Linked DNA regions of Sus scrofa: region 2 is linked to region 1. Evidence: chromatin contacts called from public HiChIP or PLAC-seq data. All regions are on one chromosome and are shown on one strand. Each heading gives the region's core, a stretch centred on a gene start, on an enhancer-like site or on the middle of the called end of the contact. The rest is flanking DNA. Distances are from core to core; before and after follow the strand shown.

The links. HiChIP or PLAC-seq counts read pairs in DNA pulled down with a chosen protein or histone mark.
Region 2: an H3K27ac HiChIP or PLAC-seq map of alveolar macrophages shows a contact between it and region 1. The contact joins two enhancer-like sites. A contact is called at or near these places in 1 of 47 Hi-C or Micro-C datasets (embryonic fibroblasts) and 2 of 2 datasets of contacts at active chromatin or transcription factors (alveolar macrophages and skeletal muscle).

Annotation. Positions count from the first base shown.
Region 1 is chr14:66,700,582-66,703,566 of Sscrofa11.1, forward strand. The region is part of intron 3 of JMJD1C (probable JmjC domain-containing histone demethylation protein 2C); the gene reads right to left. Among named protein-coding and RNA genes, the nearest start is that of NRBF2, 110 kb to the left of the region's middle. Within about 2 kb of position 1,555, at least 9 of the 83 cell types and tissues checked have an H3K27ac peak or open chromatin away from gene starts, as enhancers often do. A contact at or near this core is called in alveolar macrophages, where this site is marked.
Region 2 is chr14:67,154,188-67,157,264 of Sscrofa11.1, forward strand. No RefSeq gene overlaps it. Among named protein-coding and RNA genes, the nearest start is that of JMJD1C, 190 kb to the left of the region's middle. Within about 2 kb of position 1,679, at least 9 of the 83 cell types and tissues checked have an H3K27ac peak or open chromatin away from gene starts, as enhancers often do. A contact at or near this core is called in alveolar macrophages, where this site is marked.

The sequences.
Region 1 (2,985 bases), core at 305-2,804:
AACCTGTTGAGCTACAATGGGAACTCCCAGAAATTAACTTTTTAAAAAAGATAATTTAGAAAGTACCAGGTGTTTTACATGATCATACCTTATATTCCCTGTTGCACTTCAGTATTGTACTATAGATGATTAACTGCCCATTTTAATATGTATTTCACTCATATAATAATTTAGGAAAACTGATGGTGAATGTAAAACCAAACTTAATCAGTTTTTAATTATTGACAGAAAGACTACCTATTTTACATATCATGGGCCAGCTGTCCTTTCACTCTTAAAAGCTTACCTCTACACTGACACCCCTGAAAAAAGCACCTTCAATACTTCATCTTTGAAACTAAAGTCCAATTTAACCAAAATGAAGCCAATATGATGAAAGTCACATCTGCTTACCCTATTCCTTAAAAACACTGCAAAACCAATCCTCAAAGACTATGGATTGTTGGCATTACCACTCTTCAATCATCCTAGATGAGCAGTATCCTTCAGTTTCAATATACTTTAAATATATCCTAAATATGACTAACAGGACAAAATATTTTCAGCCTTAAAAAATGTCTATTTAATAAGGATATTTACTTGTCAGTGTAAACAATAAAAAAATTAAATTTTAAATGACAGAAGAGGTTAACTTTTCACTAGTCTTAAACTCATCTAATCCTAACAACTCCTTTCTTAGTTTGATATTATTCTCTCTTTTATAGATGAAAAAACATATTCAAAGACTAGGTAATTTATCCCAAATCAGCAAGGGTCTGTATAATCTCAAAACTCTTCCCACACAAGCTTTTCTAATCCATACACTGGCAGAATTAAATTTTTGAATAATCTCTGAGTTCTTCAATATTTTCCTTATGATATTAGTAACAGGATCACAGAAAGTGAAAGGAAACACAATTAACCATATTATTTTATTGTTAAATACAGAAAATGATGTCTGCTAATCATTTTACAGGAATATGGTATTCCAAAATTTGGAATGGATATCATAATCAACACACTCTACAACTCACCGGATGTAATTAATTTATCAAAACCCAAATGGGATTTTGGAATGGGATATAATATACATGTCCTATTACATCAATTTAGAAGAAAATGACTACTTTTATTTGTTTAGTTCAGTTTTATCAGGGTTAAATAAAAAGTTAATTAGATTACACTTATTAATTAAAAACAACTACGATTTGTTTCTCTGCTAATCTCCTAATTGAATAAAACTGATCTTTAAAAAATATTCTTTTGAATATACTTTATGCAGACTTGTAATATTTCTGCATTTTTAACTACATTTGCTAAGAGTCTTCTCCTTTCAGAATTATCACAAAGCAAAAATCAGAAAAACAATTAGGTAAAAATTTAAAGCCACTTAAAGGAAAATGTCTTTCCTTCTAAAGCCACATGTTAATATTCTTTGTGGTACCTTTTAGTAATTGTTTTGAACTTTTTATGGCAGTTCAAGTCTAGAAGGCAATTTTTCTTTCAAGCTATTTATCAGCATGGCTCTTACATAGTTGAGTCATCATGAGTTCAACCTATTGAGTCACCTGCTTACAGCATCTGCCAACCACAATTTACTAACTGCAGTTTCCTCAAACTTACAACTGAACAAACTCAGGAAGGCCTGGGAACTGTTAACTGTTTTCCAAAGTAGCAACTGAAAATATTCTTTCAGAACAGCCGAAGTTTAAGAAAATAAAACAAAAAACCCAACTTCCTTGCCCTTGATTAGCACTCTACCTATTGCAGTCTCACCCTACCTTGTGAAGAGGGAGAGAGAGAGAGCTCAACTTAAGACAATAAAAAATTATGTTTGCATTAATATTTTCTGAAAAGTATTCTATTAAAAATAATTCTTAGGTACAAACTAATACTGAGCTAGAGTATACAGACAATTGTGCCCATGACTATTCTAATCATAAAGAGTGAACATTCTTTTTTTTTTTTTTTGTCTTTTGTCTTTTTGCCTTTTCTAGGGCTGCTCCCGCGACACATGAAGATTCCCAGGCTAGGGGTCTAATCGGAGCTGTAGCCACTGGCCTACGCCAGAGCCACAGCAATGAGGGATCCGAGCAGCGTCTGCAACCTACACCACAGCTCAAGGCAATGCCGGATCCTCAACCCACGGAGCAAGGCCAGGGATCGAACCCACAACCTCATGGTTCCTAGTCAGATTCGTTAACCAATGTGCCACAATAGGAATTCCAAACATTCATTTTTAAAGTATAAAATGAAGGTGTTCTCCTATGGTGCAGCGGGTTAAAGATCTGGTGCTGTCACTGGAGTGGCTTGGGTTGTTGCTGTGGCCTGGGTTTGATCCTTGGCCCAGGGAAGATTCACATGCCATAGGCATGGCAATAAATAAGTAAACAAAACAAAATAAAATAAAATAAAAGCAAAGGATAATTCCAAAATTAATACCATGCCATATACTTTCTGGGGCTCATTTTCACTATTTCCAATATCCTGCTATGGAAATGAGAAGCCTACATACCTGGAAATTACTATACCATATTCCTCTTTCCTCAGAAATTAAAACAATCTAGTCCAAACTGAAATAACCAACAAGTCCTGTAACTTGAGAGACTTGGAGTTGCCAGGTGACTTAGTCTTTAATACTATGACCACCCCCCAACACCCAGTTAAGTCTACCTGTTCTTTCACTTGGGCTATGTAGAGCAAATGCTTATATTTAACAAATGTGTTAACTTATTCAGAAGTTAAGGGGGGAGTTAAAACTGTAACTCCAAAGCATCATAATTAAACATCTTAATTACCTAGCACCGCTAACAAAGATAATATGCATAATGTACTTCACGATTATTCCCAATCACTGTTTTGCTATTCCTAAAAGTTTAACTTACCTAGAAAAACTCTTATCAGAAAAAAAGAAAGCAACCATAAAATGAATGAGGCATGTTAAATGCTTTTTATAGTTTTCTGTCTCCAAAAAATGGGGAGTTTTAAAAGATAACTCATAGAAAG
Region 2 (3,077 bases), core at 429-2,928, 450 kb after region 1:
TTTTTGATGGGAAGATGAAGTTCCCTAGATGGAGAAAGATAAGCTCTAGTGTCTGTCACTAAGGCCAGTCACTAAGGGCAGCTCACTAAGGTTTTGGTTAAGTTATATAAAGTCTCTGAGCCTCATTTTAAGGCTTTTAAAGACAGAAGTTTAAATAAAGAACATGCTTCTATGACCTGTCCAATTACATAAAAAGCAATTTGAGGGCAAGGCCAGTATCTTACACTTTTATGTATAGCATCTGGCACATCGACTTGCATAGATAATACGCTCAATACATGCTTAATAAAGAAAGATCTGATTGAAAAATCAAAAATAAGATTGGCCAATCTGCAATGTGGATAAACTTTTAATGTTTACAATTCTTTAAGATTTTTCTATTTCTTTGCATTATATTTAGTAGTAAGAAAAAGTTAGAAATCTATTTATCAGGGGTTGTAAACTCAAATGCCTACCAGGGATCAAGCAAGTAAAGAGAAAGGAACCCATTAAGACAAAAGGGAATAGTGGGGACTGTGCAGAGTGGTGATTATCAGAGAAGAGCTGTAAGTGTCCTCTCTAAAGGAGCAGCCGATGTGCTGTCCTAGCCAATTGTCATATGGAATAGTGACACCAGTGTTGTCAGAATTTCTGAATAAGTATGTGAAATTTCTGTTTGTGGCTCTATTCGCCACTTAGAGGGTTCTGCTAAAAAAAAAATGCATATATCAAAAAGGAATTCGTTGCCGACTTCTGGGTGTTAATAATACTTATACTTCTTGGAGTTCCCGTCATGGCGCAGTGGTTAACGAATCCGACTAGGAACCATGAGGTTGCGGGTTCGATCCCTGGCCTTGCTCAGTGGGTTAACGATCCGGCGTTGCCGTGAGCTGTGGTGTAGGTTGCAGACGCGGCTCGGATCCCGCGTTGCTGTGGCTCTGGCGTAGGCCAGTGGCTACAGCTCCGATTCGACCCCTAGCCTGGGAACCTCCATATGCCATGGGAGCGGCCCAAGAAATAGCAAAAAAAAAAAATAATAATAATAATACTTATACTTCTTAATAAGGTACTTATTTAAGATGCTTTGGGAACTGTCTTGCGATTTTGAAGCTCTCTTTTTCCCTGCCTTCCTTTCTAATTTTAATTGTAACACTTTACCAGTGCAACTTTCTGTTGTACTCAGTTTAGTTGCAGAGGTAACTATGGGGCAGAAATAAGTGCTTTTGGCTATTGCTGAACTTTATGTTGAAAAAAGTACTGAGTAGTTGCTTTTTCAGATTATTTCCTACAACGAACATTTAAAAAAAAAAAAACCCATGAATGATAACAGATTTTCAATCAACCAAAAGATTATCCCCCAAAATGCCCTTACTCTACAGAGACTAAAAAGATTATGTTTAGATGTGGTCAGCTCAGATAAGTGCAATACACTGTTGACAAGGCTAGGCTCATGAATGTTTGCAGTCAAACAACCAGTTGGTTTCATTCACAGAAAGCCTCTGTGCACCAGTAGAAAGCAATGCCTCAAAAAGGGCCACCTGAGTTTCATAAGATCGACTCCAATTTGCAGTTGATTTGATGTGGAGGGGAGCTAATAAAGGTAATAAATGAGTCATTTTCCAGCATGATATAACTAGAATTGGTTCTTGGCCCAGAAAGATGTGAGTCAGTTTAGTCCTGACTCAGTTCCCAGTCTGATGCACAGTGACTCACTTCCCTCTGTGATGTCATGTTTGTTCCTTGTAAGATTTGACCTCGTTGTTTCGTTGCATTAGGGTTAGTTTTTTTTTTTTTTGAAAAGAAGAAAATGAGGATATTGTAGAATAAGATGAAATACTCCAAGGAATACAGAATTAGACAAATAAAGAAAGCCTTGATTTTCTCACAATGAGCCTGAAGGAGTAATTAAGCTTTAAATGTGTATATTGTTGTTCCCATCTATTAGGATTTTTAATTTCCAAACAGCCTAGCTATTAGCCAACATTTGATTAAAAACATTTCACATGTAAAAGAAGAAAAACTGGTATAACAATTCTATCATTCAGTAGATATATTTATAAAGGCAGCTGCGTCTGAAAAAAGTTAACAATAGATAGATTAAAGAGGACACATAGATTGATCTTTCTAGAAAGATACATTAATTTATATACAGAAAGTGAACCAAAACTGGAACATGCATTATGGAACATGTGAGCATTTCTGGAATAGATAGAATTTTAAAAACAATATTGTAAAAATGGCTATTTTTAAGTTAGTCAATTGTGAATGAAATTAAGTATTTACAGCTTATGTTAGGAATCAAGTTTAAAAACTGGAGAGAAAAGAGCCAGATGCATCTCAGACACTATATGGTGAAATGAGTTGACTTAGGTCTTTCTCTCAAGGCAGACCAAAAAGCTCTCATCTTCAGTATATAACTACACTGAGAAAGTCAAAGTGATATAAGTTAAGGTTGTTTCAATGAAAAGCCAGAGAAACCCCTTATGGCTAACTTAAGCTAAAAAGGGGATATTTTAAGCAACAGATAAATCAAAGGAGTTGCCAAATAACCAAGGGTCAGAGCACTTTGGAGGTCCCCAGATTAGTTACTTCTGGACATGCTAGGGCTCTGTCAACTTGCAGCTCTGCTCCAGCTGCCTTCTATAGCTTGCTCTCACTATTCATGTTTGAAATGGCAGAAGGATGATCCATTAATTGGTCCACCCATGGCAGGTGTATCTTCCCTTGGATGAATCATCTCTGACAGAGGAGCTAGGTACATAATTCCTACTAGGAGAATTGTTAAGAGCTGGCAACATCTCAACAACTGTGTGTGCTACCAAGACCATTTGGTTTGTTTTCCAACTTCTTTCCCCTACAGCTCCAATCATAACAATGTTTTTATCTGTCCTGTAGATGAGTGCGTCTCCAAGTTTTATGTTCACATGATTACCTGGGGGATCTTGTTAAAATTCAGATTCTAATCCAGCAGAACTGGGACATTACCTGAGATTCTGCATTTATCTGCTCCCAGCTATCAATCATGCCAGTTCATGAACCACACTTTCAGTAGCAAGACTCTAGATGATTTGGCTGCCTAACTTATATACATTCCCTTT